4 separate regions of the Mus musculus genome follow, and all the other regions are linked to region 2. The links are chromatin contacts, called in public Micro-C and promoter capture Hi-C maps. All regions are on one chromosome and are shown on one strand. Each heading gives the region's core, a stretch centred on a gene start, on an enhancer-like site or on the middle of the called end of the contact. The rest is flanking DNA. Distances are from core to core; before and after follow the strand shown. Region 1 holds the start of 1700067G17Rik (RIKEN cDNA 1700067G17 gene). Region 2 holds the start of Gbx2 (gastrulation brain homeobox 2). Region 3 has its middle 88 kb from the start of Gm34331. Region 4 has its middle 130 kb from the start of Gm34331.

Region 1 (2,700 bases), core at 36-2,535, 920 kb after region 2:
GAATATACTATTCAGCCCTAAGAAAGGCAATCCTAACATTTGAGACAATTTAAATGAACCTGACATTATGGTATATGAAGAGGTTAGACAAAGAAAGGCAAATACATCATGACCTCAGTGATGTGTGGAATCTAAAAAATATGAGTTCAATACACACACACACACACACACACACGCACATGCACACACATATAGAGAGAGACAGAGACAGAGAGAGACAGAGAAAGAGTAGAACGGTGACTGGATTGTTGAAGGAGGAACTTTGGGGAGTGTCAGTGGAGGAAGACAAACATGATTGGACATAAAGAGTAACTTCAAGAGACTTACCACACGCTACAGCACCAGTATAGTAATAGTTAATATACATATTATGTTCTCAGAAAATGCTAAGAGTTTATATAGTCTCACTTCAAATACTAACTATGCAAAACAACACATACATTAATTAACCAAATTATTCATTGCACAATGTGTATATACTTTGGAATGGCATGCAGTACATGATAATTTATACAATTTTATCTGCCAATTAAAAATGGCTTTTGAGGTGAAGATTATTTTTGGATGAATCAAGATATTTTGGTTATTGTGTTCTAGCGCTGGCTGTGGGCGTGAGAAGAAATCCAGCACAAAAAATCTCTATTAGACGATGCCCTGGGTCACTATAGCGAGGCTCCATCTCCCTCACTGGTCTCTACAGGATACATATGTCTGAGGTGGCCTGGGAAAATTTATTTGTTTTACTTGCCTTTAAATTTCACGGAGTCCAGAAGGCACTTAAAGGAAGGAACTTAGATCACATGTGTCAGAATCCATCTAGTTTCTTGACAGTGAACCACCAGAGCCTGCTGCCTCTAAGAATTAGGGATAGAAAGTCACCTGCAATTTCAGAAAAAACAAAAAACAAAAAACAAAAAACAAGAGTGTTTGCTGAGGAGGGGAGGGAACCCACAGAGGGTTCCTGAGTGGGAAAGCCGCCAAGGAGCTGGAGTTGAGGACCGTGGGCATGGGAAGGCAGTGAGTACCATATCTGATGCTGAAGAAATGGAGCGCTGCTGGCTGAGTAGACCAGGAGCCTGAGAAACATCCCCGCTACTGAGATAGAAGCCAATGGTCTGAAAAAGAGATGGAGGGGAAAGGAAGGGAAGAGGTGTGAGCAGCCCGGAGAGGGGGAGACCTCGTGCACTTCAGGAGGTCGAAACCAAAAGGGAGACGAAGAAAGACAGATGTTTTTTGAGTTAAAGATGGAGTTCGCCCTCCAGGGTCACTAGAACAAAATGGCCTCAGTTAAGAGTCCACACCTAGACTTGGCACCACGAGGCTTCCTTATTCAGGAACAGAGAAGGAACATCGGAACACTGAGTTTCAGGTTGGGGGTGGAGTAACCGCTTTGAAATCAGAAGCAAAACTGGGAACCGCAGAGAGGTAAGGGGAACAGACCCTTTCACTTCCAAGTTGCTTTTAGTTTTGGTTTTTATCATAGCAAAAGAAAGCCAGGCAGAACTGTAAAGAAGGGAGAAAACTTGTCGAATCAGAGAAAATGTTTTATTGTCAGAAATTAGAGAGACAGAGACAGACAGGGGCAAGGGTGAGGGTAGGGGTTGGTTTTTCCTTAATGCAACTCGGAGAAATGTCTTTCCTATCCGGCTTCCAGAAGCTTCCTTGCCTGCGCGTTAGACCTGCTTCTGTGCTGAGTTTTTATATCCTGCCCAGGCTTGGTCACAGAAACCGCCCCGTGCCTCTCCTAGTTTCCACAGCTCCCAGGCACGCAGGTACTTTGGGCGGTGTCTGCACTTTTGCTTGGAGGAGTGCTCTGACCTCATGACTCAGCAGATGCCACGCTTAATTGGAGGTCTGGGAGGGGACGGTAGTTGGCTCCCTTGTGTTTCTCTCCAAAATGGTCCAAGTTTAACGGCTGCCTGTGCTGATCCTGAGCAGGTGTGTGATGGCTGAGAAGGCGTTTTCAGAGCATACAATAGCCTGTTTACCTGCTGTCTTCCCCTCCAACCCCCCTCCTTTAACTATTTCCTCCCTATCCTCCAGAGAGTCTGTCTGTGCCTGAGAATTAAGCTTTTGCCTTCACTTCGTTTTTATATATGGAATCTAATTAAACCTTTCAATTTGATTTTATGTGTGTCTGTATATGGTATATACATGAGGTGTGCACTCAACTGTGTTTGCCCATAGGCTGAAGGTCCATACCAGGTCTCCTCTTCTGGTTTCCATTTTATTCCCTGATACAACCCTCCCTAGATCATCATATCCTGAACTCACAGCCAGGAGAAACATATTTTCTTAATAAAGCACCTCTATTGTTATTGCTAGATCCTTAGTGTGTTTTCTGGTTATGGTAGATTTCAACTTATTTTTCTTGTTTCTCCTCCAGTCGGTGCTGATTGGTCAGTGTTTTCCACATGTTTTCTGGGATGCCTGTCTGACCTTGTCTGGCTGACCAGGCGCAGTGCTAGGGAGATCCTCTGTGTTTTTGAGGTAATTTTGGCTATGCTAAAGGTGTCTTGGAGTGGGGGCTTCCTGCCAGGTGCTCTCCTCTGCCTGTTAATTTTAGTCCAGTGCCCAGTCCCCCACTCTGTCTACAGAGCGTGCTAATCTCTGATTTAGGCTCTGATTTTCTGAATACCACATTGGGTCCCCTGGCCTCACCTCTATTCTGACTTGATTCCATTTGTGTAGTAGGTGTCA
Region 2 (2,700 bases), core at 128-2,627:
GGGTCGATAAATTCATAAAGATCGATTTATCTTTATCTCCCAATTAAATGTGCTTGTGATACATAACACACGTCCAACATGAGCCAACTCCCCAGCCAGAGCTCTTCCGGGTGAACTGATTTTTTAATGACCTATATAACAATGCCCTCCTTTGCTCCTTGGCCTGGTGCTGTCAGCAGTTCCGAAAGGACGTCTAGACCAAGGAATCTGAAGAACAGGCAGGGGGACCCGAGGAAGCCCAACGCGCTTGGCAGGATCTGCCTTCGCCACGAAAGGATCCCATTTTAAAAGGAACACAAGATTTGAAAGTTTGTTTCAACATAAGAAAAGATGACCAGAAATGCCTACTTTCCTTTCGCCGCAATCCCTCCAATCTCCTAACCCCCAAATTCCCGGCTTTTTACCATTGTCGAGAACAGGGGAAATATCTTGAGGGACTCAGCTCCATCCAGCAGTCCGCAAAGGGGAACCGCGTGCCCAGGAGTCCTCGCGCTGCGCAGAGCCAGGGTGAGAGCTCCCTCCGTTGCCAACGTGCTTAATTAGTGCCTATTTACAAAACGCAGCTTTTATTTGAGCAAACATCATAAAGCTTTCATCAGGATAATCTCACGTTATACAATCCAGAGGCGTCGCAACCCCCCCCCCCATTCCTCCCTGAAGATGGAGCAGATAAAAGACTCGCTTTATTATCATAATTATCGTGGCTGTTATTTTGGTGTACGCTGGCAAAGTGGGTAAATAGGTGCGATGATTAAGAATGTCATGAAAAATGAGCAGGGATCGCTCACGGAGGGCCCAACCAGGAATGAGGGAGACCACCGCCGGCCGCCCCGCTGCCACCAGCGGGCCGCAAGCAACCATTCAGCTTCCGTGTCGTGTGAGCAAGGGCTGACAGGCCCAGGCGCACCTCTGGGAGCAGACCTGCAGAGGCAAGACCTTAAACGCTATCCGGAGACCTTGCCCGGACCCTTGGCACAACCAGAGCGCCCCTGGTTAAGGTGAGCATCACACAGGGTTCTGCTGTAGTAAAACACTCCCGGCCCATCGGTGGCGGGTGCCAGTTCCAAGCCGCCTCTCATGAGGCCTCCACAGGGATGCCAGGGACTCTAGGGTCTGAGTCGGGTAGGTAGCAAGGGTCCCTCTTAAGTTTGCTCCGCGCGGTGCAAAGGCTCCAGCTCCCAGGCCAGCACGCTCCAACCGTGGCGCCGGTAGCCCATTTGCGGCCCGCCTGGGTGAAGGGGGCGGAGCCCTAATTTCGCCCCGCCTTCCCCTGAATAGCAAATAGGAGTTGGTGCTCGGTCCCACGTGACACGAGCTCCGCTGGGCAGCTGGCAAAATGTGAATGAGAAAGAGGAGCGCGATTTAAAGGTGCTGGCGGCGCCCGCCAGAGACAAGTGCGCCGGCTTCGCGCGCTCCCCAGCCGCCCGTGGGAGACGACGGACTGCAGGACGGACAGACGGACGGACGCACGCACTGCTGGTAGCTGGGCCGAGACCTGCAGACGCGAAGCGCGCGCGTTCCGACGGGCTAGCAGCCGGGAGCGGTTCCGGCGAACGCGAGGTCCCCGGCGCCCTCTCCATCCCGGGCGCACGGCCTCATCGCGCTCGGTGGCTGCACCCGTGCAGGCCGGGTATGCTGCGGGTCCTGCACTGAGGGGCGGCGGCGGCGTCTGCGCTCTGGGCACCGCTCAGCCCCTGCCCGGAGTTCCCGGTGGTACTCCCAGCGTCCGGAGGGCTTCCAGGCGGCGGCGGGACACGGGGACTTTTCGTCTCTCCCTGGCTTCTCCCGAACGCGTCTATGAGCGCAGCGTTCCCGCCGTCGCTGATGATGATGCAGCGCCCGCTGGGGAGTAGTACCGCCTTCAGCATAGACTCGCTGATCGGCAGCCCGCCGCAGCCCAGTCCCGGCCATTTCGTCTACACCGGCTACCCCATGTTCATGCCCTACCGGCCGGTGGTGCTGCCGCCACCGCCGCCACCGCCTCCCGCGCTGCCCCAGGCAGCGCTGCAGCCCGCTCTGCCGCCCGCGCACCCTCACCACCAGATCCCCAGCCTGCCCACCGGCTTCTGCTCCAGCCTGGCGCAGGGCATGGCGCTCACCTCCACGCTCATGGCCACTCTGCCCGGCGGCTTCTCTGCGTCGCCCCAGCACCAAGAGGCGGCGGCTGCCCGCAAGTTCGCTCCACAGCCACTGCCCGGAGGCGGCAACTTCGACAAAGCCGAGGCGCTCCAAGCGGATGCGGAAGACGGCAAAGCCTTCTTGGCCAAGGAGGGCTCGCTGCTCGCTTTCTCTGCGGCCGAAGCGGTGCAGGCGTCGCTCGGTGAGTCGGCGGCGCGCGCAGCCGGAACGCGGGGACGGGAGGGAGTGGGGGCGGGCCAGCTCCGGGTTCCCGCCGAGACCCGGGGGACGAGGCCGCGCCCCCGCCCGACCTCTGCGGGAATAGCTGGAGGAGTTGCGGTGATGCCCACCGGAGCTTTCCAATGGGGCATTTAACGCCAAGCAACAAGCAGGATCCTGGGGAAAGGAGGCGTTTAGAGCTCTCCTGCTAGCTACTCCAGGCCACACATCTGGTGGCGTGTTTGGCACACACACACACACACACACACACACACACACACACACACACACGCTGTGATTATTGAGGGTCCTTGGTGTGTTGCAACCTTAAAGAGAGGCCTTATTGGGCTGGTTTTTTTCTTT
Region 3 (2,719 bases), core at 49-2,548, 740 kb after region 2:
ATTTGTATCCTTTAAAAAGCAGGAAAAGCTGGGAAGAACGTCAAAGGTCTAGTAGATGGGTGGTTCATGGAGGAGCAATGACCCTAGGCAAGCAAGCAGTCATTAACACAGGCAGAGAGGGGACGGGAGAGGCGAGTACTTGGATTCCCACAGTTCAAGCACATCAGCGAGGGACCCAGACTGACACCAGTGCAGAGTCTTCCTTGTCTGATTGGCTGGCAGGTGATCCACCCTTCTGGCTTCCACCAGTGCCCTGGGGCCCCATCACTTTCTGACTGGGAGACTGTTCATAAGCTACTTCCTCAGGCGAATGCTTGCTGTACATTTCTTTGCCGACTTCACCCAGCTCCAGCCTTGAACAGAAGCCCTGATCCCCATAGACCCTGCCTCGGTGGGACTGGTTGACTCTCTTATCTTAGCTGCTGAGAGTCAGGTCCCAAGTAGGAGTGTCTGGGACTTCCTTCCTTTCTTGCTACTTAAAATGTCTTGATTAGATTTTCCAGCCTTATCAGCTGTGAAAGGCAGAGAGACGTCTAGCTGCAGGCAAACCCTGCCGCAGACACCTCCTGCTCAACTCTGCTCTGGAGAGTTCCTGGAAGAAGTGTGTAGCCTCTCAGAGAGGATCTGGTGTTTTAGAGTCTTCTAGGAGAGGAAAATTCAGGTGGCAATATCTTTGAGGGCAGAACAGATTTCTTGATTTAACCTTGCTTTGAAGGCCAACCAAGGTTCCCCGGCTTGAAGGCAGATCTTTCTCCCAGGCTCACCTGCAGTTCATACAGAACTTTCTCGAGGCCCAGCCATGTGGTCACCTGTTGACACTATGGAGCCGTGGATTCAAGGTCACCTAGATACGGTATCTCACAGAACATCTGACCTGGAAAGGTGCTCTCTGTCTTGTCTCTCTTGTCCCTTTAGAGGAGGGGACTCCACACCATTTGGCTGCTGTCACAGGGTGTTCTAGAACACCCTAGAGTCTGCTGACATGACATCCATTTTCTTTTAAGGTTTATTCATTTTATGAGGATGTGTGTGTGTGTGTGTGTGTGTTTGCCCACCTGTATGTTTGCACAGCTTTCCTGCTTAGTACCCAAAGAGGCCAGTAGAGGGAGTCAGGTCCCATGGACCTGGAGTTTTCCGGCAGTTTTGAGCTGCCATGTGGGTGATGGAATTAAACCTAGGTTGTCTGAAAGAAGAGTCAATGTTCTTAACTACTGAGCCCTCTCTCCAGTCCTGTATTCATATTTGAGTGCATTAAGTGGACTATGTGCATGCAGTGCCTGCAAAGGTCAGAAGAGGGCGCCAGATCCCTCTGAGCTGGGGTTAGAAATGTTTGTGACTCACAGTGGAAATCCGCTGGGGTCCTCTCCAAGAGCGCGAAGTAAGTGTTCTTAATCTTTCCAACCCTGCAATCTGCTTTCCACAGCGGGTCACTGCGGTTCTCTTAGTGCAATCTTGACGTCATTTCGGATAGAAATTTTGACAGAGAAATCTGTAAGGGCACTGGCCTTTAGTGGTTCTTCAAGTCTCAGCAATTTCTCACTGAGATAAGATGCAGACCCCTCTTTGAAGCTGACTTTGCTGAGCACTCTTACCCTCCTTCTGGAATGGCATGCTTGGAATGTGATTTCAGCTTATCAGCCTCCTCCCCAGCGGCCAAGGCAGTAGCTAGTCTCCAAGGCGTCCAGAAACCTTCACCTTCTAAGCCTCTATAAAACTGAACTTGCCCATAGCCGCCCCCACCTCTCTTCTAGTCTCAACCTGTTGGCTCTGGATCCCTCCTCCCCTGAGTGACCTCTGGTCTCTTTCAGTGCTGAATGCCCTGGGGGAGGGGAGGGGGAGGGGGAGGGGGAGGGGAGGGGGAGGGGGAGGGTAAGAATCAAAGCCATTCTAGAAACTTCTGTCTTGTACTTTGATGATTTGGAAATTCCATGGTGAAAAAAATATGGACTTCCGCTTTTAATTAATAAAAAAAAAAAAAAAAAAACACCCCTGGGCCAAACTATGGGATTAAGTCAATAATAAGTTCCAAATCCAGGAAGCAGATGTTCCGAGGCCGGTTTATTTATTCAACATGGTGTGACGCTGAGACCTAGCTGCATAAATGCTCTTACAAGACGGGAAATCCTTCCCAAGGAATTTTGTACACAAGAAGCCCCCTTTCCTGTCCCCTTATCTCCAAGGCTCTGCTTTGATGCTTTACCTCATGGCTGACTTGGTTCCCTCTGCAATTCTCGGGTCTCAGTCACCTGACCTTGAGCCAAAGACCCCTTGAGCAAATCTCCCGGACTGTAGGGAGGATAATGAATTACTCCAAATACATTTGCCTCCGCTGCTGCGTTGTCGTTAAGGAGAAATGGTACTTTAGTCTAAGAAAATGACTGTGCACTGAGATACCATTCCACCGTGAACTAGCCCTGGGTAAATTATTTTATCAGCATAATACATAATGATTTTAGAAAGCTTAAGGGATTGGAAGAGAGTCATGGGGCCCCATTCACAGAGCATGCATTTTGGCTTTTGGAGATCTGGATTTACAAAATGAAACGGATTCTCCGGCTGCCTTGGGGGCCAACGCTTTAGTTAATTTAATTTTCTGGATACATAAAGCTAATCCAGAGGTTTGTCTCAGCTCCTTAAACAATCTTAGTTCAATGTGACGGCTGGAAATGTGGCTTCCCTTTCTGAGAAACCATGTGTGGGTAGCCCTGACATGTGAACT
Region 4 (2,718 bases), core at 173-2,672, 700 kb after region 2:
CTCCTTGACGCATCGGGGAGCTTCTGAAAAGCATCTGGCCCACCTGCTGCACCCAGGGCTTCTTGAAGGACTTTGCCCAAGGCTTTTCTAGAGCGCAAGTACTGAACTTTCATAATTCTCCATCCCCATTCATAGATATCTAATTACCAATATCTTATGTGTTCCAATAAGAAGTTTCCTCTCAAAACACAACTATCCCCAGAGAAGTCACATCCTGGCCTCTATAGACTTGCTGGGTGCAAGTTCACACTCTCCAGGAACCAGCTGTGACAAGGGCAGGAGGGTTGTCTCGTGTGAATCACAGATTCTTAAACTGAAGGTCATGACTTGGTATGGGGCCATGAAAATGAACACGGGGGTCATGAAAGATGTGGCTGGCAAAAAGGTTTCTGAATATTCAGTGGCCAAACTTTAAATCCCACTCACACAGGAGTCTGCTGGGAACTGAGTCTGCTGGGAACTCGGTGGAAGGTGAGCGAAGCCTCCTTGGCCACGCCCTTGTCTTTACCTGCAGTGGACACTACACTGACCAACAGAGATCATCATTAGAACAACTGGGGTGGGGGAGTCACTTCGATATGCACCTTTGAAGAGGGCTTAGGCTCAAAGTGTGTCTCCTGAGAGCCCCTCACTGTGTCTGCCTCTTGCTTTCTTCCCTCCGTCCCTCCGTCCCTCCCTCCTTCTGTTTCTGTCTTGTGTCTTGTGTCTCCGTCTCTCTCCTTGGGTGTCTATGTCTTCTTTTCTCTGTCTTCCCTCTGTATCCCCGATTTTATGTCTCCATTTTTGTCTCTCTCCCTGTACATCTCTGTCTTTTTGCCTATCTGTCTTTCTCCTCTTGCTGTGCATCTCTCTCCCTTTATAAAGCATTTTAGGAGCTGGAGAGATGGTTAAGAGCACTCACTACTCTTCCAGAGAACCCAATTTCGATTCCAGCACCGATATGGCAACTCACAACTGTATCTCCGGTTCCAGGAGATCTAGTAACCTCTTCTGGCCTTTATGGGCATAAAGTCCATACGATACACAGACACGCAAGCAGGTAAAACACTCATACGCATTATGTATATGTATGTGTATGTATATACTTTTTAAATGTTTATTTGAGAGGGAGGGAAGGTGATATCATGGTTCACAAGAAAAGGCCACAGTCCTAGAGTCTAAGTTGGGGTTCTCTTCTACTGTGCAGGGTCAAGGGATCAAAGTGAGGTCGTCAAGCTTGGAGGCCAAGTGCCTATGCCTTCCGAGCCACCGAGCCAACCCGTCTCTGTCTCTGTTTTTCCCTCCTGTCTGTCTTCCCTCCTGCTCTTCCATCTCTCACTATACACAGGATCAGCTTCTCCTTTCCTGGCTGCTGACCAGAACATCACCCTGAGGCCACAGGCTGTTCAAAAAGGAGGAAGTTCTTTAGCAGCTTGCCCGTTGTCACGGCAACTGTTTCCTTGCTAGCCAAAACATTCACTTTGCATTCTCCCTTGCATGGGTTTCCTGGTCAGATTTTTTTCCTGCAGTGACATCTAGTGTCCAAACACTATGGAAAAAAAAAATCCAATGATTTATGACTGGTCTTGAGGACACTATCATAGCAGAGGGTGTCTGTGGCCCTAGACCCTATACTGTGCCCCTCTGAGCTAGACTAAAAGGTGTTCAAGGGGCTGCTTCGGACCCTTGCTTCATATCACCACTCCTGTAATGGCTTTTTCTCTTCCTGAGTCCTTGATGGTTGCTTCTTTGCTGTCTGTGCTGGACAAGATTCTGTCACTTGTCCCAGGTGTCAGCAGCAATCTGCACCTCCTCGTCCTCTGTCACTCACTCTTATAGGGTGACACGCATGGATGTAGACACGCCTCTGAAGACACCGGACAGCACCCACCCCCATGCTTCCTCTTTGCTACTCAGACTTCTCCAGCAGCCTCATGTGGGAACAGGGCGGGAAGTGACACAGACAGAAACCTCCTGGTCAGGCCCCGAGTGAAATGACCCAGTCGTTTCCTACAGAGACCCAGATTGGGGGCGATCAATCCAGAATGGTTCAACACCTGGATGGTCTCTGGGTCTCACCCAGTTTGGGGAGCAGGGAGCATCCCCGTCATCCCAGCTTTACCCACGTGTGCATGCTTTACCCTGGCCACCCCCTTGTGCTGCTGGTGTCCCCAGTTTTCAAGATGACTTTAGGGCTGGTCTGTCAAGAAGTGGAGCCACTGGCTTTCTACTGCATTCAGAATTCTGCTAAGGGGATTCCCTGGGAAGGGACAGGGAAAAAGTTGAGCACAGGGGACGCCAAGGAGAAGGTGGTTGGGAGTGAGCACGTAGCAAAAGCTTCACTGGAAATGGGAAGAAGGAAGTCAGAAATAATGAACGAGTCAAGCAGCAACCGGAAATGAGCCGTCCTAGGTTTTTAAAGTGGGAGCCACTCTGAGTAGCGTGAGGAAGTCTCTTTTTTCCTCTGGGATGTGGATTATCCTTTTTTTTTTTTTTTCAGCGTATCTGCATGGTTTATGTAACCCATCCATTAATCTCTGTGATGGTAAGCTCTGTTAATTTGACATAACCTAGAATCGCTGTGGATGAGAGAATCTCAGTGAGATTGTTCATATCAGATGGGCCTATAGGCATGTCTGTGGAAGGTTGTCTTGACTGTCTTCATTGATGTGGGAAGACCCAGCCTAAATGTGGGCTGAGCCTTCTGGTAGCAGGTCAGATAAAGAACCTGGAAAGAGA

What was found. Promoter capture Hi-C pulls out the DNA fragments that hold promoters and counts their contacts. A called contact is a pair of places that touch in the nucleus more often than the background predicts.
Region 1: a contact with region 2 is called in a promoter capture Hi-C map of liver, with 6 times the contacts expected there. The contact joins the promoter of 1700067G17Rik here to the promoter of Gbx2 in region 2. A contact is called at or near these places in 10 of 39 promoter capture datasets (the 3T3-L1 cell line, 3T3-L1-derived adipocytes, embryonic stem cells and 6 more).
Region 3: a Micro-C map of embryonic stem cells shows a contact between it and region 2, with 4 times the contacts expected there. The contact joins the enhancer-like site here to the promoter of Gbx2 in region 2. A contact is called at or near these places in 2 of 39 promoter capture datasets (the 3T3-L1 cell line and liver), 1 of 15 datasets of contacts at CTCF or cohesin (embryonic stem cells), 1 of 484 Hi-C or Micro-C datasets (embryonic stem cells) and 3 of 115 datasets of contacts at active chromatin or transcription factors (embryonic stem cells and extraembryonic endoderm stem cells).
Region 4: a promoter capture Hi-C map of trophoblast stem cells shows a contact between it and region 2, with 7 times the contacts expected there. The contact joins the enhancer-like site here to the promoter of Gbx2 in region 2. A contact is called at or near these places in 7 of 39 promoter capture datasets (the 3T3-L1 cell line, 3T3-L1-derived adipocytes, hippocampal neurons and 2 more), 13 of 484 Hi-C or Micro-C datasets (the AML12 cell line, the AtT-20 cell line, cerebellar granule neurons and 8 more) and 1 of 115 datasets of contacts at active chromatin or transcription factors (embryonic forebrain).

Annotation. Positions count from the first base shown.
Region 1 is chr1:89,014,698-89,017,397 of GRCm38.p6, reverse strand. 1700067G17Rik (RIKEN cDNA 1700067G17 gene) reads right to left here and starts at 1,285. Exons shown (of 3, transcript NR_040471.1): 1 at 1,026-1,285; 2 at 749-852. It overlaps Gm34194 (a long non-coding RNA gene), which reads left to right and starts at 1,220. Exons shown (of 9, transcript XR_003947921.1): 1 at 1,220-1,425.
Region 2 is chr1:89,929,853-89,932,552 of GRCm38.p6, reverse strand. It overlaps Gbx2 (gastrulation brain homeobox 2), which reads left to right and starts at 1,377. Exons shown (of 2, transcript NM_010262.3): 1 at 1,377-2,320. The coding sequence starts at 1,798. It overlaps LOC102637806, which reads right to left and starts at 478. Exons shown (of 4, transcript XM_030244408.1): 1 at 405-478. The coding sequence starts at 448.
Region 3 is chr1:89,190,225-89,192,943 of GRCm38.p6, reverse strand. No RefSeq gene overlaps it. Among named protein-coding and RNA genes, the nearest start is that of Gm34331, 88 kb to the right of the region's middle. Within about 2 kb of position 1,298, at least 91 of the 459 cell types and tissues checked have an H3K27ac peak or open chromatin away from gene starts, as enhancers often do. A contact at or near this core is called in embryonic stem cells and extraembryonic endoderm stem cells, where this site is marked.
Region 4 is chr1:89,234,260-89,236,977 of GRCm38.p6, reverse strand. No RefSeq gene overlaps it. Among named protein-coding and RNA genes, the nearest start is that of Gm34331, 130 kb to the right of the region's middle. Within about 2 kb of position 1,422, at least 85 of the 459 cell types and tissues checked have an H3K27ac peak or open chromatin away from gene starts, as enhancers often do. A contact at or near this core is called in trophoblast stem cells, where this site is marked.